2 separate regions of the Ovis aries genome follow, and region 2 is linked to region 1. Evidence: chromatin contacts called from public Hi-C data. All regions are on one chromosome and are shown on one strand. The core of a region is the stretch at or near the end of the contact, and the rest is flanking DNA. Distances in the headings are between cores, read along the strand shown. Region 1 overlaps SLC38A9 (solute carrier family 38 member 9). Region 2 overlaps PLPP1 (phospholipid phosphatase 1).

Evidence for each region. A called contact is a pair of places that touch in the nucleus more often than the background predicts.
Region 2: a contact with region 1 is called in a Hi-C map of tail adipose tissue, with 4 times the contacts expected there. The contact joins two enhancer-like sites. A contact is called at or near these places in 3 of 16 Hi-C or Micro-C datasets (hypothalamus, omental adipose tissue and tail adipose tissue).

Annotation. Positions count from the first base shown.
Region 1 is chr16:23,648,030-23,653,293 of ARS-UI_Ramb_v3.0, forward strand. The region is part of intron 2 of SLC38A9 (solute carrier family 38 member 9); the gene reads left to right. Among named protein-coding and RNA genes, the nearest start is that of SLC38A9, 17 kb to the left of the region's middle. Within about 2 kb of position 2,557, at least 3 of the 54 cell types and tissues checked have an H3K27ac peak or open chromatin away from gene starts, as enhancers often do. A contact at or near this core is called in tail adipose tissue, where this site is marked.
Region 2 is chr16:23,835,096-23,840,359 of ARS-UI_Ramb_v3.0, forward strand. It overlaps PLPP1 (phospholipid phosphatase 1), which reads left to right. Exons shown (of 6, transcript XM_060400430.1): 1 at 1-5,264. Among named protein-coding and RNA genes, the nearest start is that of PLPP1, 22 kb to the left of the region's middle. Within about 2 kb of position 2,621, at least 14 of the 54 cell types and tissues checked have an H3K27ac peak or open chromatin away from gene starts, as enhancers often do. A contact at or near this core is called in tail adipose tissue, where this site is marked.

The sequences.
Region 1 (5,264 bases), core at 1,307-3,806:
ATTATTTTTTCCTGCTCACACAAAATTGTCCTTATTACCATTAAGAGCATTGATACTGTAGTATTTCTTGAAAGAATTTTCTTCCAAATCACTGATACTTTTTCGTTTTGATGCTTGTACTTGCCTGATATTACCAGAAGGTGTCACAGAAAGCTTTCTAACAACACTATGGCTCATATTTATTCCTTGCTGCTGCTGCTGCTGCTAAGTCGCTTCAGTCATGTCCGACTCTATGCAACCCCATAGATGGCAGCTCACCAGGCTCCCCCGTCCCTGGGATTCTCCAGGCAAGAACACTGGAGTGGGTTGCCATTTTCTTCTCCAATGCATGAAAGTGAAAAGTGAATGGTCTCTAAATGGATTGATCATTGAAATGACCACAGATGACCTGTCATGCCACCAGGAGCAGTTACTTTCATGACTGCCACCTGGCTGACAGTGATTAAAAGATGTCCTGGATTATTAGATGCATCCATATTTTAGAAAGGACTAAGTGTGTATTTTAGAGTTAATAAGATATTACATGTAACACAAAGGGATATTCTGTTCTTAGTAGGGAAGACTCTAAAATACAGTGTCATGCTCTTTAAATTTTAACCCACAAAATTAATGTGATCTGCCCCTCACCAAAAAAAATGCCAGCAACCGATGCCAAAGTTTACATCGCCCAGCAGTTTCACTTCTAAACATTAATTTGCAATGTCAAATAGTATATGTCCAGAGTTGTTTGATGCCCTGTTTCTTTATAATAGCAAAAGATTGAAAACAACAAAAATGTCTTTTCTTATAGGACTGGATAAATTATGGTGCCTTGATACAATGGAATATTTTTCACCCATTAAAAAGAAGGAAGTGACTTTATTATATATCAAAATGGAACAAGTCTTCAACTTATTTTGTTAAATGAAAAAAGTGAAGTGCAGAGCAGTCAGTGTATATAGTATACTGCCATTTGGGTAAAGACATTAATAAGTTATATATAATGCAAATATGTATAAATGAGTCCAGGGGAGTAAATAGGAAACTGTAAGAGTGTTGTCTCCTCAGAAAGAAACTGAGTGCCTTAAGTGGGACATGTGGCAGTTACTGTTAGGTAAATACCCGACTATTCAACAACCCCATCTATTCCTTGAACTTCTGTTTTCCAGTTTTCTCAAACTCTGTTTCCTCTTCTATTTCTCCCAGGATCTAGGGCTTTCTTACTCATCTCTTTGTGCCAGTTTTTCTCAGGGAATTCACTCAAAAATCCCCTCTAGACAATGCTTTGTAAATTATACTTTTTCTTCCTCCCCTTATTCACTATCACTTATCTATCCTATTCGGGCACAGCTCTATTGTCTGTTTAACGTGATGATGGCAAAAAATGCTGATTTTGTTAAGGCTCTAAGCAGTTTCCAATCCAGGAGATGAAAGAGGATTGGTTTAAACTATTCTTGATAATCCTGTTTCCATTTTCCAGATACTTAATTTTTTAGACTTTTTTAGCAGCTTGAGCAGTATGAAATTTATCACATGAGACATGTAGTGGCCATCAGAGAAGACAATGAAATGAATCTTATAATTTTCACTTGTATGTTTCAGTATCAGTGAATAGAAGGACTAATGAATGCTGATTAAATGCTCAGAACTCTCTTGAAACCTCTGAATTCTATGATAAATAATTGACCACTGTGACGATAGAACATAGGTCATTAAAGTGCATTCTACTGCAATAGGTTGGCAGGAGTTCAAACAGTTCTCTGAGTATTTAACCATTTAGATTAAGTGGAAGTATGTTTTCTATAATGAAATTTGTCAAAATAAGAGGGAATCAACTATTTTCAATCATAGGATAACTGTCTAGGTAAGCATGTTTTAAGGAAGGCAAATTTTTATAGGAGTTTAGCAGTATTGAATGCTAATTTTCTTGTGGAATAATTTCAGGAACTTATTTGATGAGGGAAAAAAACAGGAATATCTTAAAATATTGTTATTTCTACTAAAATGTGGGTTATTTCATTTTATATACATAAATCTCAGATATACTGTATTTTTTAATTTATTAACTTTGAAAAAATTAGTGTTAATTTAGCCTTATCTTCACATGTTTGTGAAATGATGAAGTATCATTTATACTTTTTTCTAGTATCAGTTCAGTTCAGTTCAGTCGCTCAGTTGTGTCCAACTCTTTGCGACCCCATGAATCACAGCACGCCAGGCCTCCCTGTCCATCACCAGCTCCCGGAGTTCACTCAGACTCACGTCCATCAAGTCAGTGATGCCACCCAGCCATCTCGTCCTCTGTCGTCCCCTTCTCCTCCTGCCCCCAATCCCTCCCAGCATCAGTCTTTTCCAGTGAGTCAACTCTCCGCATGAGGTGGCCAAAGTACACATTGCAGTAAATACAAAGGAGTTAAAATAGCATTTATCCTTGTGCTACCTAAAATCATCTTTCATATAGCGGCATTTTGGGAAACTGTCTTCAGCTGTTAGAATATAAAAAATAACATTTGATACTTTAAGATTGCTTATTCTTAGTTTAATTTGTGGTTGACTCTGTCTCTTCCACTAGGTGGCACTCAAAATCATGTTCCAGTTCAAAACAGAAAAATTTTAAGAAATGTTTGGGACTGAAAATGTGTTGGACCTGCTTATCATTTTGGTGGACTGGGGATCTGATTAGACTTAGGTAGATGAAGGAGCTTGTCGCTGTAGAGGAACCATACATGTCACAAGCATTTGGATCATTTGGAGAATTTTTGCAAATTACACAAATCTACATTTCTCTCTGCATGCCTCCCCTCACCTCCCTTATTAGTTTTTCTTCTGGTTTGGGGTGAAGAATGTGGATAGGGGGACAGAGAGGTTTAGAAATCTCTTATACTGTATTTGATATATGCCATTGGCAGTCACTGGCCTTAAGAGTTTGTTTTGCTGCTTTTCCCAGACTTTCTGGTAACCAGATATTAGAGCTGGTATTCAGGATTGCTTCATGCTCTGCAGCTGCTCTGGGATTATAACCTTTGGGAGTTGACCCTCCCAGCCAGCCTGAAACCAAATTGGGATTTGAACTTCCCTTTTTCAGTTTTCTCAAACTCTTGTTTCCTTTTCCATTTCTCCCAGGACCTAGGGCTTTCTTACTCATCTCTGTGTGCCCAGTTTTTCTCAGGGAATTCACTCAAAAATTCCCTCTAGACAATACTTTGTAAATTATACCTTTTTCCCTCCCCTTATTGATTAATGCTTTTCTATCCTATTGGTGCCAGCTCTGTTGTCTGTTTAATGTTATGATGGCAAGCAATATGATGCGTCAAAGACCCAGTCTATTACTTTTTCATGACTATTTGCATTTTAATAAGGAGAATTCTAGAAATATAAAAGCCTAACCTAATCACTTTCATGCATTGGAGAAGTAAATGGCAACCCACTCCAGTGTTCTTGCCTGGAGAATCCCAGAGACGGGAGAGCCTGGTGGGCTACTGTCTCTAGGGTCTCACAGCGTCGGACACGACTGAAGCGACTTAGCAGCAGCAGCAGCAGCAACCTAAGGATTAGATTTTTCTAATAACATTTTAGGTACTCTGGTAAGCCAGTGAGGTAGCAGTAGATACTTAAAATAGGCAGTATTCTGGGTGCCCTTCAAAGATACCAAGCATGCTTATGGCCCTTATTTTTTTAAAGTGTTTATTTGTCTGCCCATGTGCAAACTGGCCTCTCTCGCTTTCATCTGTCATTAATACTGTCACTAAATAGCAACCTGAATTGACTCTTTGTTATCTGTGGTCCCAGAGAGAGAGAGCAAGTGAGTGAGAGCGAGCAAGCACATAACAAAGTGAAGAGTTTACCTATTAACGTGTCCTAGGCCAACAACAGTGATTGGAAGTGATTATTTGATTATTGAGGCTCAGTTGTTTCATAGTTGGGGATTTATACAGATCTAGTAAAGTAGTGTTTCCAGGAGTGTTGGTTTCCAGAGCTGTGTAATTGGATTTTGAGGACCTTGCCATCTATGTTAAATAGGCAGGACCAGGGCCCTTGACCATGTATCAGTGCCCTGGAGCTGAGGACCAGTTTTCTGGTTGTATGTTTTATCTTTTGTTCCCTTCCCTCTCCTTCCTCCTTTCTCCTTTCTTCTTGCCTCTCTTCTTTTCTCTCCCTCTTTTGTCTTCTTCTCTCCCCTCTCTTCTCCCTACTTTCCACCATTATTTTTCTCCAGTGGAACTCTTTTTGCTAAATGCTTAAAGAGGGCAATCTTGGCCTTGGGTTTAGAGATGCTTTAAGTCTAACTATGGACTTTGTTAGAATGGTATCTTATTTCAAGTTTCATTGGAACTTTTTTTTTTTTTTTTAAGAAATTATAATTGTTTTATTGAGAAAAACCATCCATTTCAAATTACTAAAAAATTCCCACTGATTTCTACCCTGCAACCTGGCTTCCTCAAAAAGATAAAGACATTTTCTTATTACTCTTTGGCTGCTACATCTGTTACTTTCTGTCATTCCTTCCCCTGAAGTCATTCTCTCCTTCCTCCACATGGTCTTCATTCTCCCCTTTCACTGGTCAAAGTGTAATATTAATTGAATCATGAAACTGTCATTCACTGATTTCTATGACTCTCTTTAAACTCACCAGTGGATCTCAAGTCTCAGAAAGAGGTTTTCAGGCGTAAGGTTTTTACTACAAAAAAAAAAACAACAACAACAACAGAAAAAAAAATATTTCTTGTAGTTCAAAACTTTTGCTCTAAGATGAACATGACTAGTAGCATGAATTCTTGAACTTTGCTCTTTTTTCAAGTTTGTCTTGGCTATATAAGTAGCCATTTGCATATGTTTATATATTTTATTTTTTTTTTTTTATAATGCTTTATAAATACAACTTATTTATTAGTGAAATTGTTATATTTGCAACTGGCCTTTTATTTTCCAGCTCTTTTAGTGTGATGAACAGCCAGGAAGATTTTTAATTTTCTTATTTTGATTTCATTGTAATTTCCCATTACATTATGCTTTATGTTATTTAATTTTTTAAGTTAAGGTGATTTATGTAATTGAATTCGGCTTTTTTTTCAGTGTTTTTTTTTTTTTTTTTTTACAAATTCTTTTTTTTTTTTTTGTTGAGTACAATTTATTTATTTTAACTTGATTTTTAGGAAATGCATTTAAGGCTACCAATTTCCCTCTAAATACTACTATAACTGCATTTTGAAAGATTTGATTAGTAGCATTTCCATTTTTCAATTCTAAATAAGTGTCATTTCCCCTTTAACCATGAGTTATTTGAA
Region 2 (5,264 bases), core at 1,371-3,870, 190 kb after region 1:
TTAGTTTTATTCAAGAATCACTATAATATTAATAGTAAACACACACCATTATTCTTTGGAATATAGGCCTTCCTGCTGAATGGGAGAAGTTGTTGGTTGCCTAGTTGCTGAAAAAGGAGATTTCATTGGTTAAGAGAAGTTTGTGGATGGGATTTCCGAGACTGGAAGTCTCTTTGGCTCAAAGAGAGAAATAACTTAATCAGGTGTTCTCACCTGAACATGGGATGCTTTGTTTTACAAGCTTAAATAATACCTGGATAAATCGCTACGGTTTATAATTTTTTTTGGGGTTTCCCAGGTGGCTCAATGGTAGAGAATCATCTGGCAGTGCAGGATATGGGGTTGGCGAGGGAGGAGTTTGTGATCCCATGGGGAAGATCCCCTGGAGAAGGAAATGACAACCCACTCCAGTATTCTTACCAGGAAAATCTCATGGAGAGAGGAGCCTGACGGGCTGTAGTCTATGGCATCACAACTGAACGACTAAGCAGGCACGCATCATTTTTTTAAGCTAAAGACTAAATAAATTCTTTAGAAACTGTGTTTCTAGGAGGAACTTTCTCCTTAATTCACTATGTTATATTGTCTTCTGAAATTTGTTGTCTCTTAATAAACTTTCAAAGAAAGATACAGTAGTTAATATTTGATGAAATATTCCTGTATATCTGTTCATAGATCTTCCAAGTTAAAATCCTTTCTCAATAGAGGAACTTCTCATATCTTGTTTCTTTCCCAAAGATATATAGTTTATAATCTATTTTACTTTGGAAATACATAGTGTTTCATTATATGGATTCAGCATAATGTATTTTACCCCCATTTTTGGACATCTGAGTCTTGGTCATGGAATAGCATCATTAGTGAAATCTAGATTAGTTTTTTCTTTTAAAATAATTATTCTGTGGTTTCCAATTTTTCTAGAATTAACATGTAATAAATTGGTAAATTCTGAAATGCCCAGAAAAGAAAATAAATATCATTACTAATCTCACTACCACCGAGAGATGACACCTTTTAACATTTTGGTTGTGTATCTTTTTATATCTATGAACTTAACCCTTTTTTTAAAACCAGTGCTCTAAACAAAAAGTTGAGTTGTTACTTGGGGTACTCTTTTTGACATAGTCTTCTACGAAGTTACCTTTAATGGTTATGTGGTATTTCATTGTTTTTGGCATAATCCTCTTTGCCTCTGTTTTTAAAAATTTAGATTATCTGCAGTTTTTGTGCTGTAGTTCAGTATGCAACACCTTAGTAGATATTTTGGGAAACCTGCTTGAGTCATCCACCCCAGACTGTCTCAGAGTGTTCTAGCCTTTTCTTCCTGATTCTCTTTCTTCCAGTATTTCCTTCTTTAACAGTAAGACCAGATCAGGTCGACACAGTATTCTTCAAACAGTTTAACTATCTGTCAGTGAACATGCTGGCCTCTGTGAATTTAGGAATCAGAGAGAGACACCGAGCCATTTTATTTGCCAGAGATAAATAATTTCAGTACATGAGTTAAGTGTTGTGACAATTTTATGTACGTATCAGGCAGGTCTGTGGAAACTCAAAGTGATTCTGAAGGCAGTAGGCAGAGGAGAAAGATCAGGGAATAGCATTTAATTTGTTTACAACAGGGAGGTACATAAATTCTATTTATTTGCATTCACTGCATGAGGAAACTGAGCTAGTTAGATAGATAATTTGCTCATGCTCACTCAAGTAGTAACTGGGAGAATGCCAAAAGTAAGCCCAACTAGGTGTATCTGACTACAAAGCCTCAGCTCTCTTTAGGACCCCACCCTGCCACACCAAAGGAAAGATTCCAGGAGGAACTGAATAGAAAGAAGCTGGAATGGCAAGTAGGTGTTCGCTGGGTGGAGGGGGTGGGGTTATTGTTTGAAGCTTGTCGAAGAGATTTGAAATAAGGAGTAGAGAGAGGTGATGTGAGGCATAAGCTAACATTTTAAAAAATGTATATAGTAAAATTCACTCTTTGGGGATACAGTTCTGTGAATTGTCGACAATTTAAAATTTAGGGTTATGTAACCACCACACAACCAAGATACAGAACTAGTCTGTTGCCACCCTAAATTCCCTCATATTTCTCTTCTTTAGTCAGCTCCTCCCACCATTCTCCACCTCTGACAAGCACTAGTCTGTTCTCCATCCTATAAGGTCATATAAATGGCATGTCATATAATGTCATGTAGTAAATGGAGTCATACAGTATGTAGTCTTTTGAATTTGGCCTCTTCACTTAGCATAATGCATTTTAATTAGGCAGCCATTAATGATGTAAATGTTACTGTACAATTTTGCTATAGTTTTTTGCCTGCTTCAAAATTTGCTTATATCATCTTTAAGTCCAGTTTCATATAAACAGAATGCCTTTTTTTTTTTTTTTTTTTTTGCTGAGAAATGATTAATAGTTGTAGCTCCAAATATCAAAGAAGCCCAAAATAATATTCTTGGTAAATGCCCAGGAGAAATTAAAATAGAACAAAATCAGCTGTCTCTCCCCACACCCTGTTACGTCAGCCTTCTTGCTTTTTGTATGTAGAAATCGGTGTGGAAAGTTTGCTACTGAATGTGACCTTTGCCAGCTTGAAGAAAAAAAGAGAACAGCTGTTACTAGGAGAGAGTGGAAGGAATGAATGTTGTTCCTGGCCAGTTGGCAGTGTGTGCCTTTCTGGGGCAGTAACAACAGGTGACCAACTTCTGCTTTTTATTTTTGTTAGTGTATAAATAAATAGGCTTACTTGTTTTTTGTGCAGAAATCTCAGGGTCTATATTAAAATAACCTGCCCATATAGTTGTCTTGGATTTTTTTAAAAGCTGTTTAAATACATACACAAATTTATTTTAAGTGTCTTAATGAACTAAGAGACTCTAAGGTTGAGGATATTATAGGTAATTATTGACAGAAAACCACAAAGAGTAAAACTTTCTTTGGTAAATGTCACTTATATCTAAACTGTACTTTCTCCCTTTTGTTTTAACTTAAACAGAAAACCAAAACGATAACTAAGTACTTTTTATAGTAAAACCATGTCAGCCACAGAGAGGTAGTGACTACAAGCCAGTGACCAGAATGTAGGTGTTCCTAAAAGCTGAGGGTGCACTGTTCTTTGAACTCTTGCCCCTGGATACTTTGAGTGCCATCTCTGTGAATCACACCCAAATATATAGTGCTCTCGACCACGGACCCCTCCCATGTGGCTCTCCACTCTTCCCCTTCTCCCTCTCTACCTTGCACAAACTCATCTTGAGGTACAACTTCCATCAAGTCCTTTCTTGCCCAAAGCCAGTGTTGATTTTTCATGTCTTACTGAAGCATATCCAAATTAATTACCTGGAATTGAAAATCTTCGTCCTGTAGTTTTGCTCTGCCCATTCATATTTCTTTTATTCCTCCTTGCACTTTACCCTACCACGGTTGGACTATCTTTTTTTTTTTCTCCTCTAATTGTCTGGCAACAGATTGAGCTCAGTAATCAATTTTTAATTCATTTGTTTCCCATTGCAGTTGTTGTGAATGTTTTTCTACTCTATTAAACTCCAGTTATCTCCTACTCTCCTCATTTTTTTGCAAATGATACCATTTCCTACTTCATTTAGAAGGCTTTAGTCAGATAAGTGTGTGTTTGAGTCCTGGATGCATCACTTACTATCAAAACTGGTAGACAGTATATATCTGAGTCTTACCTTCCCTCACCCGCAGCCCTCCCATGGACCTACCCAAGATCCCACAACTAAAAGGTTGAAGCAGAAGCCAGCTCCTCTAGCACCAGCTGGCATCAGTTCCGAATGACCGTGCTGGTGTGTACTAGTTGTTAAATATTTTTAATTTCACCCTTATTATGTGTATGACTTTAATTATGTTACTTATCCCCTTTGAGTCATCCTCTCATCTTTAAAATGGGGATAGTAATAACATGGTGACTCTTTGTTCATTCACTAAATATTTGTTGAGGGCCAGTCTTGTACTAAGAACTGTGTTAGGTGCTTGGGGTATATCAGAGAACAAAAGAAATTTGTGCCTTCTTGGAGCTTGTGTTCTAGTATTGTAAGGATTAAATGAAAATTATTGTTAAGTGTTTGGCATGGTATCACATCCACAGAGGTGCTCACACTGTTTCAGCTCCTTTTCTTCCTTTGTCACATGTTTTCATCAAGGCCAAAGGGCCAAGGGGAGTGTGGGGAGGGGAAAGAGTGAAGCCAATGCTAATAACCGAACGTGGCATCTCAAGAGTAACCAGAGCCTGATTACATTGCAGAGCAATACAAATCAAATAGGAAACAATTTAAAAAAAAAACAACCCTAACAGTAACCAACCCTGCTCTTTTTTTTAAAATTTATTTTTAATTGGAAGATAATTTCTTTACAATATTGTGCTGGTTTCTGCCATACAACGTCATGAATCAGCCAAAAGTATAACGCTGCTTTTGATGAGTTGATTGTCTCAGTGTGTTTACATTTCCTTTCATCTCCTGTGGATTCAGCTCCAGCCATTCATCCTCATTCTCAAGTTCTCCTCTCCCACTACCTGCATTTCACTGCATCAGCTCACTATCACATCTTTTGCATCATAGACAAGACCGAGAAAATCATCACCCTTCTTTTGCTCTATTTACCCTTCAAGGTGTAGACCAAGTTCTCCTCTTTCCTTCCTTTTATATCACAAGGCATTTAAAAGTTTTTTACCCAGTTACTCTCTTTCTCTAATTCTTTCAGTCTTTCTGTTTTCACTCAGAGTACTGCAGTTCTTCTATTATGGTTCATCAGTTACCACTTGTGTGTTCCTTTTCTGCTCTGCTTCTTTTTAAGTGGCATCTGTTACTGTTAAGACCATCTGAACCCAAAAGGCTCATGGCCTCATTGACATGGGTTTTGAGTCGTAATCCTGCAACCTAAATTCCCTTGGGCCAGTTTCTTCAAAATGATGTAGTAACAGTTACCTTTTAAAGTGATTAAAAGAAACCTAGCATACTGTCAGGGAGTTAAGTAAAAACGTTACTGACGTTTTTGAGAAGTGCCTTTCCCCACCACCATTTTCCTTGACGCTGTTCTTTCGTGTTCTTTATCCTACTTACCTGGTAGTTCATTCCTTATTAACTGGTGTGTGTGTGCGCTAAGTCACTTTGGTTGTGTCCGACTCTCTGCGACCCTATGGAATGTAGCCTGCCAGGCTCCTCCATCCGTGGGTTTCTCCAGGCAAGAGTACTGGAGTGGGTTGCCGTGCCCTTCTCCAGCAGATCTTCCCATCCAAGGGATC